2 separate regions of the Zea mays genome follow, and region 1 is linked to region 2. A link is a contact called in public Hi-C data. All regions are on one chromosome and are shown on one strand. The core of a region is the stretch at or near the end of the contact, and the rest is flanking DNA. Distances in the headings are between cores, read along the strand shown. Region 1 holds the start of LOC103650716 (U-box domain-containing protein 14). Region 2 holds the start of LOC100285591 (NAD kinase 1).

Region 1 (6,563 bases), core at 3,690-6,189, 130 kb after region 2:
GGCGCGTATATGAGGAGCTGGAGGCCACCATTCATTCGCTTGACCTAGAGGGTGAAGGTCTCTTCGACCGCTACATTGTGTGGCTGGGAACGGAGACCATGCGACTTCCTGACGTGATTAGGGGACTGATGACTTTCTTGGCCTTCATGACCTATGAGAGCAGTTTCGAGTCATTAATCCACGAAGGGTGCAACCATGTGTCTCGTCTGTCGTCGTCGGAATTCAACTACAACGAGAACCTTTACGACGAGATCAGTGAAGCTGCGGGTATGGAGGTCGATGAAATGCTGGATCGTATGTGGGTCCCCTTTGACTGTGAGGTTGCTCGAAAGTGTTCAATTGCGAAGTTGGAACAGTTAGGTGTTCGGTACTATGCTTCTGGCTTATTTTTGTTGTTGCTTGCTGAATTTTCTGTAACAGGCGAGGAAAACTTATGAGGGGACGGGCGATGGTGAAAAGTTAGTGGATGCAGAGGCTGAGAGGCCAGAAATTGTGGAGGCCGACTTCGCCGCAGCTACGCGCGTGCAATTGCCCGAGATGCCAGCTGCTGTCGGGGGGATCGTGCCACCAGGCCCTCGTCTGACGCTGCTGATGTTGTGAAGGTGTAAATTTGTTCTGATGGGAGTCCTTTTGGTTTGAATAGTTGTGGGGGCTCACACTGTGTTTGAAACAATGATTTTGCGCAGGTTCCTCTCTGGGGGCCTGCGCAAAGCGACCCTGGCATCCTTTTGATCAAGGAGGAAGGCCCATTGGATGATGTTTTGTGTGTCACCCCTTTAGCTTTCTGGAGCTCGTCGAGCTCTGGTGGTTTTGACGATTCGGAGTCATCAGAAGATGAGGACGGCCTAGGCTTTTTTGCGAAGATGGATCATGAGTCGTCCGGGAAGATTTACTTTTTTTGTCGCGATGAACGTCGCGGCGTCGTAGGCTTACGGGGCTGGAGGGGGGGGCCTTCTATTGAAGCAGGCATAGTCGTAGTTGGTGTCGAAAATTCTTTGATCTAGTCTGTGTCGGGTAGGGAGGTGCATATTAGGTCTAGTGAGTTGGGCGACGAGGACTTGGGGCCTCGTCGTGTCTTGGCGGGGTCCGTAAGCGGTGATCACGCTTGGATCATGTTAGCGAGTCAGTCCTCGGGCTTTTTGACAAGGGCGAAGAGCTGTAGATTATGTTATTTAATTGAAGGGAGCGCGAGTTGAACCCGAAGGAGGAGCCCACTAGTCCATTACTTCGTGTTGTTCCATAGTTATGTAATAATGATATCGCGTTGTTTGCACGTTTGTTGTGCGTGGTGTACTTTTGTAAAACACTGTCCGTGGTCGTCGCCGCCGATCGACAATTTTTTTGGTGTAAAACGCTGCCTTCTCCCCCTTTGTCGATTGGGGGCGAGTGCTGGACTTTCGATTGTTTTGTTGTATGAGCTTTGCGATGTGCCGCTTTTGTCAAGATATTTGGGTCTAGTTATGCTTGTCATAAGTTTTTTGCCAATATTTTATTTTATTTGCCAAGATTTTGTTTTAATCCAGCGTTGCTGTGAGGTATTTTTGCACCCGGGGGTTGTCTTTTTCGCACGCCGCAAACGGGTCTCCCGGTGCGGCGGTGACTGTCTTCGTGGCCGAATGTTGGCTTTGAGAACCATTTATGCCGACTCATTCGTTGGGGTTTTTTTATTCGCTGCTTTATTACAAGGCTCTATCTCATTAAAAACCTCACCCCTTCGCAGAAAAGAGCACGGACCGATGATGTTTGAATGTTACATGGTCGCGGATTTGAGCCCCATGGTGGGCGCCAAATGATGGGCACTGACACGCGGACGCGTTGTCAGATGGACCCAAACACTCGGGTAACAGGTGTGATCTCAGGTGCACGACAACATAGATGGAATGAAATTATAGCTTATCGTTATGCATGTCCCATCCAGCTACGAGACGAGGGTATTTATACTCCCGTCTGGGGGTAGGTGGTCCAAAATACGACCCTACCCCCGTTTACCAACTATATCTAAGGAATATTACATGTAACAGAGTAATTACAGCGTCGTTCGTACAGTAGAGGGCGCACACTAGATTACACACCCGCACGTTACACTTACAGGTGGGCCTCCAAGCGCGTCTCGGTGGACCGTATCGAGCTGGTCGGCGCATAGCTGTCGTCGGTGTCCTAGAAGCCTTCGCGCCCGTTTTCCCTCGGTCGACCTAGCTGAACGAAGGGTGGTCGAGGGATCCGCTTCTGGAGTGTAGCGAAGTCTCTAGCTACCCTTTCGACGGACTTGGCTGAGCGAGGGCTCCACTTCCGGAGCGTCGCGAGGGGTGACGAGGATTTCGCTCCTGAAGCATATCGAAGTCTGGTCGTCCGGCCGCCGCCTGGCTCGGCCCCTCAATGTCGGACCCACCCGATCGGAGGCCTCTTCTATCGAAGTCCCTATGTCGCACTAGTACACAGAAGCTCTATAGTGGCGGTTCTATACATATTTACACTGGCGTTTTTCAGTACCGCCAGTGCTAGGGGTCAGTGGAAATCAGTATTTCCACTGGCGGTTATTTTGGAACCGCCAGTGAAAAGTGCATTTTCACTGGCGGTTTTCTTAACGAACCGCCAGTGAAAAGTGCATTTCCACTGGCGGCTGAATAAAGAAAACCGCCAGTGGAAATGCATTTACACTGGCGGTTTTATAAAGCAAACCGCCAGTGGAAATGCACTTTTCACTGGCGGTTTTCTTTATAAAACCGCCAGTGGAAGTTTTCCCGCCTTTTTTCAAAATTTCAAACAATACTGAATTATATATATATTTATTTACACACACACAAACATATATATATATATCTATATTGATATTGAAAGCAACATGAAATTAAATTCTATCATACATTTATATACATCAAAGTATTCTGTTTACAACCATATATGCTTCATGCATTCTATACATCATAAGTTTTCACCTAAGCTCTAATAACTATCTCGGCTAAGAGATAATCTACTAATTTCTGTTAGTATTCTGAACTCTGGCAAAGCTAATGTCCCGGAAGCATCGTGATATTTTCCTTCTGCGGGAATGACCTCTTTCAATATGAATGTGCAGAGGTCCTCGACTATGCCATACAATGCAGCTTCGGTCAAGTTCTCCGGGTTTCCTCGTTGAAATTGCTGTAAAGGAATTTTATAAACATCATCTATTTATACTCAATAATAACACATTTGCATCTTTAATGACATAAATACATACTTAACTATTACTAATAATACCTTGTCAGGGTTCGTGATGTATCGTCCGTTCACTCTCATGAACTCGCACGCATAGAATGTAACCTATCTTCTTCTCTCTCCACACAACACATGAACCATTCATTAAACAACTTAATATGTCATGGATAAACTGATTTGAGAACTAAACATGAAAAAGGAGAGAGGATAGACAAAATCTAACCATATTAAACAACTTTATTTGAGCGAATAGAGCAAAAATGTGGCTAAAATTGAGAGAGGATACACTCTCTCTCCAATGGTGAAACCCTAGATCCAAAATGTGGCTAAAATTGAGCAAAAATGAATAAAAATTGACATTAGCAACATAAACCAACCTTTCTTAGCAATCTTCTTCCAAAAAATGAAGATCAAAACCTCTCCCCATGTATTTTGTGAATTCTGGACCTCCAAAATCGCCTCCAATGGAAGTTGGCTGCGAGCATACAGTTCACTGTCGGGGGAAGAGGGGCATTTATAACAGACACTTCACTGGCGGTTGTCTTTAAAAACCGCCAGTGAAAATGGATTTCCACTGGCGGTTGTCTTTAAAAACCGCCAGTGGAAATAGGATGTTTCCACTGGCGGTTATCTTAAGATAACCGCCAGTGGAAATCAATTTTCACTGGCGGTTTGTGTAACACAACCGCCAGTGGAAACATCCTATTTCCACTGGCGGTTGTGTTAAGATAACCGCCAGTGGAAATAGGTTTCCACTGGCGGTTTTCAAAGCCGGGCCCACCTGTTTCTTTCACTGACGTTTGATAACGGAAACCGCCAGTGAAAAGTTGAACGTGCCGCAGGCTTTGAGCTTATTTGTACTAGTGTCGGTGAACCTACGAAGACAATTAATGGTATAAGGTTTTCGTCAGCTTAGAACGAGAGCGTGTTGGCCTCCGATCAACGTGGTTTTCCCTTTGCGATCAAGGCTGTGTTCGGTCTCCTCCCAACACATAACATAGAAGGCCGTGTGAACGAGCATCAGATGTGGAACGTTATTACCGTTGTCAAAGTATCCGCACGACTTTAGTTAACGGAGACTATTGGAAGGCGATTAGTGGGAGATGACGGATGCACCTAGTTACCATGTTATTATCCCTTTTTTTGCTTTTTATCTCGCGGGCCATGGATAGATTCATAGGGACCACGTACAATACTAAACTTAGCATGCATACATACATAATACACATCTGGAACGCCTCACGGTGTCAACTGTCGGCGCTGACTACAACGCTGTACGCCTGTACTACGCTCTCCATACGTTCCGCGTGTCTCTCTCGGTTGCAGTTGTAGCAAGCCGAGAAGAAGAAAAGGAAGCAGCAATGTGTACACTCAAGTGACGGCTTCCTTTCCTTGTCACGATCGAAGAAAGAGAAGGTACTCTAAACAGCCCCCGAATTCCCAAGAATTTTTTAGACTTTGTTCGTTTGTGCCGGATTGATAGGTCAGAATGATTTCTAGCCGGATTGTTTCTCTATTTTAAATAGATTTTGATTAGCTGAAACAATTCTGGTACAATCCGACGTAAACTTAGGGGATGTTTGGTTTTAGAGACTAATGTTTAGTCCCTTCATTTTATTCCTTTTTAGTCTATAAATTGCTAAATATAGAAACTAAAATAAAGTTTTAGTTTATATATTTGGTAATTTTAGAACTAAAATGGAATAAAATGTGGGACTAAACATTAGTCCCTACAAACCAAACACCCCCTTAGCATTTGCCAAAGCAGGTTTGAAGGCGTGCGCTCCGAAAGGTGAAGCGCGGTAGAAACGTTCAACACCACGAGCCACCAGCCCACCACCACCACGGCAGAAAGAAGCGGGGGAGGGAATTACGTCCCGTTCACTTCACTCCCTCCATCCGATCCCGATCGCCGCCTTCCTCCTCCTCCTCCTGCCGCGACCCGCCACCTAACCAACGAAGCCGCCTCCCTCCAAGCCAAGCTCCCGCATACAGCTCCAAAACCGAACCTGCACCCAGCCCAACGCAACGCGACACCGCCGACAGCGATGGAAGTGAAGGCGCACACGGCACGGGTCCTGGTGGCCCGGCTGCGCGGCGCCACCGCCGCGCGCGACGGGGCCGCGGCGGCGGCGGTGTCCGAGATCCGCCTCGCCACCAAGACGGACCCGGAGATCCGGGCGCCGCTGGCGGACGCGGGCGCGCTGCCCCTCCTGGCCGCGCAGCTCCAGCGCGCGTCCCCCGCGGCCGTGGACGCGGCGGCCGCGCTCCTCAACATCTCCATCTCGGCGCGGGACCAGGTGGCGTCGGCCCCGGGCGTGCTGGACGCGCTGACGGCCGCGCTGCGCTCGGGCGACGCCGCGCACCACGCGGCGGCCGTGGTCCACAGCCTCCTCTGCGGCGGGGAGCCGCACCGCGCGGCGGTGTGCGAGCGGCGCCCGCTCCTGGCCGCGCTGGTGGCGCTCCTCCGCGCGCCGCCGCACAGGCCGGGCGCCACGCGCGCCACCAAGGACGCCCTCAGGGCGCTGTTCGGCGCCGCGCTCTACCCGCCCGCCCGCGCCGCGCTCGTCTCGCTCGGCGCCGTGCAGGCGCTCTTCGCGCTCGTGCTCACGGACGCGCGCGACGGCGTCGTGGAGGACGCCACCGCCGTGGTCGCGCAGGTGGCCGGGTGCGCCGAGAGCCTCGAGGCCTTCCGCTGGGTCTCCGGGGTGCGCATCCTCCTCGACCTCGTCGAGTCGGGGGGCGCCGCCACGCCCAGGGCGCGGGAGAACGCCGCTGCCGCGCTGCTCAACCTCGTCGTGGCCGGCGGGGAGGCCGCCGCGGCAGATGTGGTCGCAGTCGGCGGCGCCGAGGAGACCGTGCGGGAGCTCGCCGAGGACAGCGCCGCCAGCCCCCGGGGGAAGGCCAAGGCGGAGGCGCTGCTGCGCGCGCTCGAGGACGCCGCCGTCAGGAGGCGCGAGCACCGCCTAGCTGATTTCCTCGACGGGCTCGTGCAGTCCGATCCTTACATCTCGTCGCCGGCGTCGGCGTCCACGCACGGCTAGTCAAAGGCTGATGATTCTGGTTTGAGTTTGGTTTGACGACCGACAACTTCCTCTTCTTTCTTCCTTCTTCTTCCTTGTATATAAAAAACAACATCTTTTATGTAGTGTAGCTTGGCTAAAAAATACTAATCGCATTTGTTGATTGATGCAAATTCTTCCTGTGCTGCGTGTCGTCAACTTTGTGTAAAATTCGCCCAAACTCTGGCTACATTCAGGACTTCGGATGAGACCAACCGATCGATAAAATTCTGCATCACACCATGGCCACTAGCATCTCCGTTCTCTGACTGCCCATCTCTGCATCACACCATGGCCACTAGC
Region 2 (6,609 bases), core at 1,796-4,295:
TCATCAAAGACAAGTGGTTGGTTCTCATATGGTATAGTGTGGCTAGGGATGGCAACGGGTCGGATTCGGATCGGATATTGGAAATATCCGCCTGCAGCAATATCCATGGTCATAGATAATATCCGACCGCACAAAGAATTAATCCGTGGATTTGGATATCCGTAGTGGTGGTGCAAAGCAGATAAAAGAACACACCTGATCATTTCAGCACAAAGAACACGAACAGAGTTGGAATTCGGTTTGGTTATGAAAAGCACTGTTTGTGGTGGCGATTCCCATTTCAGTAAGATCTGGAGGCAAAGTATTTGTCATCATTGAAAGAGAGAGGAGCAAAAGTGATTAAAAATTTCTAGAATTATCTGCCATTCCAAAATGAATTGAACAGGACAAATGAACCAACCTGCTTATTGCTTCGTTCTGCGGTTGTTATATCACCTTTTTCAAAGGACACAAAATCATGCTTATGTTGTCCATTTTTATCCCCATTACATCCCCATGAAAGTTTAAATGATGCCTTTCTCCCCACCACCTTGTGATTAGATCTTGGGATAGGCCCAGGAACTTCGTCCTGGAGAATCTCATGTGCACATATACCATGCTTTCCGCAACATCCTAATTGATCAGATGTAGGTGTCTCCAGGGTTAGTTGGCTGACCAGTTTGTCTAAGTCATTATTGATACAACTGCTGTAGCCTGCACAAGATAGAATTCCAGTTGCTTAAGAGGCACAAAGAGTATAGATGCTGAACACGGTAATATAGTATTCCATGATGCAATATGTGTGCCAAATTTTAAATTTTGAGATCCATCCAATCAGGGGCGATTCTAGGGAGGGGCACAGGGGGGCAATGTCCCCCCTAATCTTCTACAAATTCCATAGAAGCTACTAATTTTTTTAGCTAATCACCATATAAATAATGTAAAATACCTCTTAACAGCCCCCCTCAATCTAATTTGTCCCTCTCAATCTTAAATGCTGGCTTCGCCCCTGCATCCAATGGTGCTATGATAAGCCCCACACACCCTCAAGTCACGCCTATGAGCAGTATGTTGAACATCGCAGGGGCCAGAGCCTAAAGTTTGCTAAACCAACCACACTCCTTGTCGCATGGGCCTATGCACGTGTGTAGCAACCTGCTTGGAATTTTGTGGTCGCTTCACTGACTAAACCATCAAATGGAAAAGATAGATATGAACTTGAAGCGATAGTTGATGGATTGCTCAAGTTATGAGATTGTTTCACTAAAAGTAAAATTATCAATAGCAAATGCATATCTTACCTTTGATTTTACTCCGATGCTTGTGCGCTGTCTCTAATTCATACTTACGTTTCCACTCCGCTGCCTCTGCTTGAGCAGCAGCCTTCCCTTCAGCCACTCGTCGTAAGGCTTTTGCAACAGCTTCAAATTCACATAAATTTATACCAATTGTTATTTTAATAGTAAAAGGAAGGTTGCACATGTCTGTATTTCTGCAGTACATTTTAGGCTTCATTCAAAGTACAAAATATGTCTATCCTTACTTCTCATAGCCTCCGAAAACTCAACAAGATGTGCATCAGTTGACCTGACAGGAGTTTGAGCAAGAAATTCATATGCTGCCCTCTCTGATTCTAGTGAACTAACAGTAGAGATAGATCCATTTTCACTTTGATGTGAGGCCGCGACATCTACATTTACACTCTCGTCAGAAACCTGAAATAGAAGCAGGTCTGTCAGCGTGAGTGCAGGACAATAGGGCATCTGATGGTTGTTAAAAAAATGTCTCTCCTTTCATTGTGAATGTATCAACTGCACCAGAAATAAACATATCCAGCCGTTTAAGATTGCAATGAAGCCAATGATGACATATGCAGCTTAGTTTAGATTCACAGACAAAGTGTTGTGAGGTTTTCAGATAAATTCAGACTTAAACCCACCAAACTTTTGAACTCCATAAACAATACCCAATAAAAATGCTGATCGATTTATGTAACTCAGAGCTTAAATAGGCTCAAACTGCAAAATGATGCAATGTTAAACTTGCAATTTGTTAGCCTTTCCACAGGTAAGGTAACCAAGCGATTTTGCCTCGTATTTTCATGTGTGACTCGGATTTGCAATTAGTGTGACTTTCTAGCTGATTAAATCACAAATTCAAGTTTCGTATACTACTCAAATGTCTGTACTAGATACGTTTTTTTAAACAAATATACACTGGAACACCGGAATAAATCTTTCACCCACAAAATGGGGAAAGGAGGTCGAGCCCATTGGCATTTCTGGTCCAGGAAATCCCCGAGCCGGAGCTTGCAAGATATAGTTACTTAAAACACCTGTACGACAAAAACAGAAGCCGTGAAACTCAAGGACACTCCAGTTAGTTACTTGGGTGCCGTTACTTATTACGCAATCGCACGACGAAGAACAAAAACTACGACTACGAGCGAGACGAACCCAAAGCGGGCACACATTCCTTAACGCCATTCTATACAAGTCTGGACGTACCGAGTGGACCAATGATCTGATGCTCGGAAGAGTTGGGAGCGGAATCGGCGAAGGACTGAGGCTCCGGAACTTGGAATCCGACGGCGCGAGCTGAACTTCCTCGGAGGACGACGGCCCCTGCCACGCGGAAACCACGCATTCACCATAACCAGCTAAACCAAGCATTCCGTCGATCTCAGAATTCAAACTAGCTCGCGAAATTCGGACTCCCAGGGGGAGGAGGCGCTTACTTTGTCGGCGAGCTCGTCGAGCGGCATGGCGGCGCGATCCGAATCCGCTTCGCGTCCTCGCCGTCGCAGAAACCAACCCCCTGTACTGCTCTTGGCCCCCGGTTCCGGGGCTTGGGTGGGCAATTGCACTTGGTCTCCGATTCGCAAGGGGGGAGAAGAAGAAGAGAAGGGGTAGGAGGTGGTTGTGGTGCGAGGCGCCGAGGCCGGTGTGAGGAGCACCACCTCTGCCCCGCCCCGGCGCGGCTATTTAGGATCCTGCTTTGACGCCGACGGGTGCTCGCCGGTGGGCCCCAGCTGCAGTGGGACGGCCGGGTTCCGGCTGACGCGTGCCGGGAAGGGAGCGGCATGGCGTGCGGAGCCTTCGTGGTTCACTGGTTCCTGCCGGGGTCCACCACGCTTCCCATTTCCTTTTTTCCCCGGTTTGGGGATTATTAATTAAATCGATCTAACTATATCCGCCCCCCTCCAACTTGTGGGGAGACAATGGGAGAAAGAAACTTAGGGCTTTGGAAGTTAATTATTTTTACAGTTCCTATGCAATACTATATTTTTAAATAATACTATAATATTTTATACCATAAGATGTTTGGTTATATTCTTGAAAACTATATTTTCAAAAACATGGTATTCTAGATAATGTGGTATTTTTGGAGTATTGGAAACTCCGCTCCAACCCAAAGTTTTTCATGGATGGCTAGATTTTGTCTAATACCATGACTTACAATGTTGTATCCAAACAATGTTTCTCAAACCATGGTATTTTTGGAGTAAAATACTACGGTATTGTCATTAACAATTGCAAAATATAGTATTGTAGAACCATGTTTTTTAGAAACATTGTTGCCAAACAAGTCCTTAGACTCTTTTTGATTGGGATTCTCTAAGAGCTTTTTGAAAAAAAAATCTACTAAAGGGGTTTTTTATGAGCTCTTTCTAGAAAAGAGAGATGATCTCCTTCAAAAAAATCAACGAGAGCTAGGAGCTAGAAAAAAGCTTCTGAAAGTCGCCTAGAGGGGGATGAATAGGGCGAATCTGAAATTTATAAACTTAAGCGCAACTACAAGCCGGGTTAGCGTTAGAAATAGAAACGAGTCCGAGAGAGAGGGCGCAAAACAAATCGTGAGCGAATAAAGAGCGAGACATGATGATTTGTTTTACCGAGGTTCGGTTTTTGCAAACCTACTCCCCGTTGAGGTGGTCACGAAGACCAGGTCTCTTTCAACCCTTTCCCTCTCTCAAACGGTCACTTAGACCGAGTGAGCTTCTCTTCTCAATCAAACGGAACACGAAGTTCCCGCAAGGACCACCACACAATTGGTGTCTCTTGCCTTGGTTACAATTGAATATGATCACAAGAAAGAATGAGAAAGAAAAGAAGCGATCCAAGCACAAGAGCTCAAATGAACACAAATGTCACTCTCTCTAGTCACTATTTGATTTGGAGTGATTCCGGACTTGGGGGAGGATTTGATCTCTTTGGGGTGTCTAGAATTGAATGCTATAGCTCTTGTAATGTGTTGAAGGTTGGAAACTTGGATGCTATTGAATGTGGGGTGGTTGGGCTATTTATAGCCCCAACCACAAAAAATGGTCGTTGGAAGGCTGTTGTCGCATGGCGCACCGAACAGTCCGGTGCGACACTGTCCGGTGCGCCAGCCACGTCAGCAGACCGTTGGGGTTCGACCGTTTGAGCTCTGACTTGTGGGCCCTCTGGGCTGTCCGGTGCGCCAACTACGCGTGCTCTGACTCTGGCGCGCACTGTAGCGCATTGAATGCGGTTGCAGTCGACTGTTGCGCGCGAAGTAGCCGTTGCTCCGCTGGCACACCGGACAGTCCGGTGCTTCACCGGACAGTCCGGTGAATTATAGCGGAGCGCCCTCTGAATTTCCCGAAGGTAGCGAGTTCAGCGTCGAGTGCCCTGGTGCACCGGACACTGTCCGGTGCGCCAGACCAGGGTGCCTTTGGGTTGTCTTTTGCTCTCTTTGTTTGAACCCTTTCTTGGTCTTTTTATTGGCTTATTGTGAACCTTTGGCACCTGTAAAACTTATAGACTAGAGCAAACTAGTTAGTCAAATTATTTGTGTTGGGCAATTCAACCACCAAAATCAATTAGAAAAAAGGTGTAAGCCTAATTCCCTTTCAGCTTCTACAAACTTCTCTCCCATGTTTTTCTCTTCATCGAACCCACGTCGCACGAGAGGTTGTGTTTCCAACCAAATAGGATGCTCTTTCTGAAGCTCTTCTTGAAAATAACCCGATAGTTGTTTTCTAGAGAAGGCAGAGCTAGAGCTAGCAGAGGTAGAGCCCTACCAAAGGGGGCCTTAATTGGGGCATAGGGGTGACAATTGGCTCTAAATTTTACATTTTAAAATTTAAGGATCAGATCAAATTAGGATCAAGCTCTATTTCTATTCATTTTTGAACTAAAATTAATTTAGGGCCCAAACAAATTGTGAAGAAATATTTGGATCGTGGGCATCATACACCTCATTTAAAATCTACTAAGGGGGTGTTTGGTTTCCCAGTAAAGTTTAATTCATGTCACGTCGAATATTTGAATATTAAGTATAAGTATGACATGTAGACTTAGAGCATCTCCAAGAGATTAACCAAAAAAACTAGCCAAATTTAGTGATTTAGCTACTCTCTAAAATAGATTTGACAAAAAAAAATACTAGAGTACTGCAATATACTCTGTAAAACCCAAAAGGTGGATGGTTAATGAGGCAAACTATCTATACTACAGGAAAAACAGGAAAAAGTATCAACCGCCTTAAGAACGTCGACATCAGCGTTCTTAAATAGGATAAGAACGTCGGTTTCGACGGCCGGCGGTCTTAACTTTAAGAACATCGGTCACGTCCAGACCGGCATACATAAAGTTAAGACTGTCTGCCCTCACCTGGCTGACGTTTTTAAAGCGATAAGACATCGACCCTCCCCTATCCGACGTTCTTAAGTGATTTAAGAACCATGCGCCTCAGCTTCCCTTCTCATTTCTCTGTTTCTCTCTGATAGTCGCCTAGAGGGGGGTGAATAGGGCGAAACTGAAATTTGCAAGATTAATCACAACTACAAGCCGGGTTAGCGTTAGAAATAATAATGAGTCCAAGAGAGAGGGCGCAAAACAATTCGCAAGCGAATGGAGCGGTGAGACACAAGGATTTGTTTTACCGAGGTTCAGTTCTTGCAAACCTACTCCCCGTTGAGGTGGTCACAAAGACCGGGTCTCTTTCAACCCTTTCCCTCTCTCAAACGATCCCTCGGACCGAGTGAGCTTTCTTCTTCTCATTCAAACGGGAACAAAACTTCCCCGCAAGGGCCACCACACAATTGGTGCCTCTTGCCTTGGTTACAATTGAGTTTTGATCACAAGAACAAGTGAGAAAGAAAAGAAGCAATCCAAGCGCAAGAGCTCAAAAGAACACAGCAAATCTCTCTCGCTAATCACTAAAGCCTTGTGTGGAATTGGAGAGGATTTGATCACTTGGGTGTGTCTAGAATTGAATGCCTAGCTCTTGTAAGTGGTTGAGAAGTGGAAAACTTGGATGCAATGAATGGTGGGTGGTTGGGGGTATTTATAGCCCCAACCACCAAACTAGCCGTTTGGTGGGGCTGTCTGTCGCATGGTGCACCGGACAGTCCGGTGCACACCGGACATGTCCGGTGCGCCAGCCACGTCACCAAAGCCGTGGGGTTCCGACCGTTGGAGCTCTGTCTTCTGGGCCCGCCTGGATGTCCGGTGGCGCACCGGACATGCACTGTATAGTGTCTGGTGCGCCAGTATAGGCGTGCCTGACTTCTGCGCGCGCTGGCGCGCATTTAATGCGCTGCAGGTAGCCGTTGGCGCCGAAATATCCGTTGCGGCGTTGTCACACCGGACAGTCCGGTGC

The links. Hi-C and Micro-C count contacts between places; a contact is called where the count stands out from the background.
Region 1: a Hi-C map of ear shows a contact between it and region 2, with 3 times the contacts expected there. The contact joins the promoter of LOC103650716 here to the promoter of LOC100285591 in region 2. A contact is called at or near these places in 8 of 25 Hi-C or Micro-C datasets (bundle sheath, ear, leaf and 3 more).

Annotation. Positions count from the first base shown.
Region 1 is chr3:149,614,970-149,621,532 of Zm-B73-REFERENCE-NAM-5.0, forward strand. LOC103650716 (U-box domain-containing protein 14) reads left to right here and starts at 4,940. Exons shown (of 1, transcript XM_008676281.4): 1 at 4,940-6,498. The coding sequence starts at 5,247. The coding sequence ends at 6,242.
Region 2 is chr3:149,487,422-149,494,030 of Zm-B73-REFERENCE-NAM-5.0, forward strand. It overlaps LOC100285591 (NAD kinase 1), which reads right to left and starts at 3,046. Exons shown (of 11, transcript NM_001158482.2): 1 at 2,717-3,046; 2 at 2,487-2,603; 3 at 1,523-1,694; 4 at 1,281-1,400; 5 at 401-693; 6 at 196-290. The coding sequence starts at 2,743.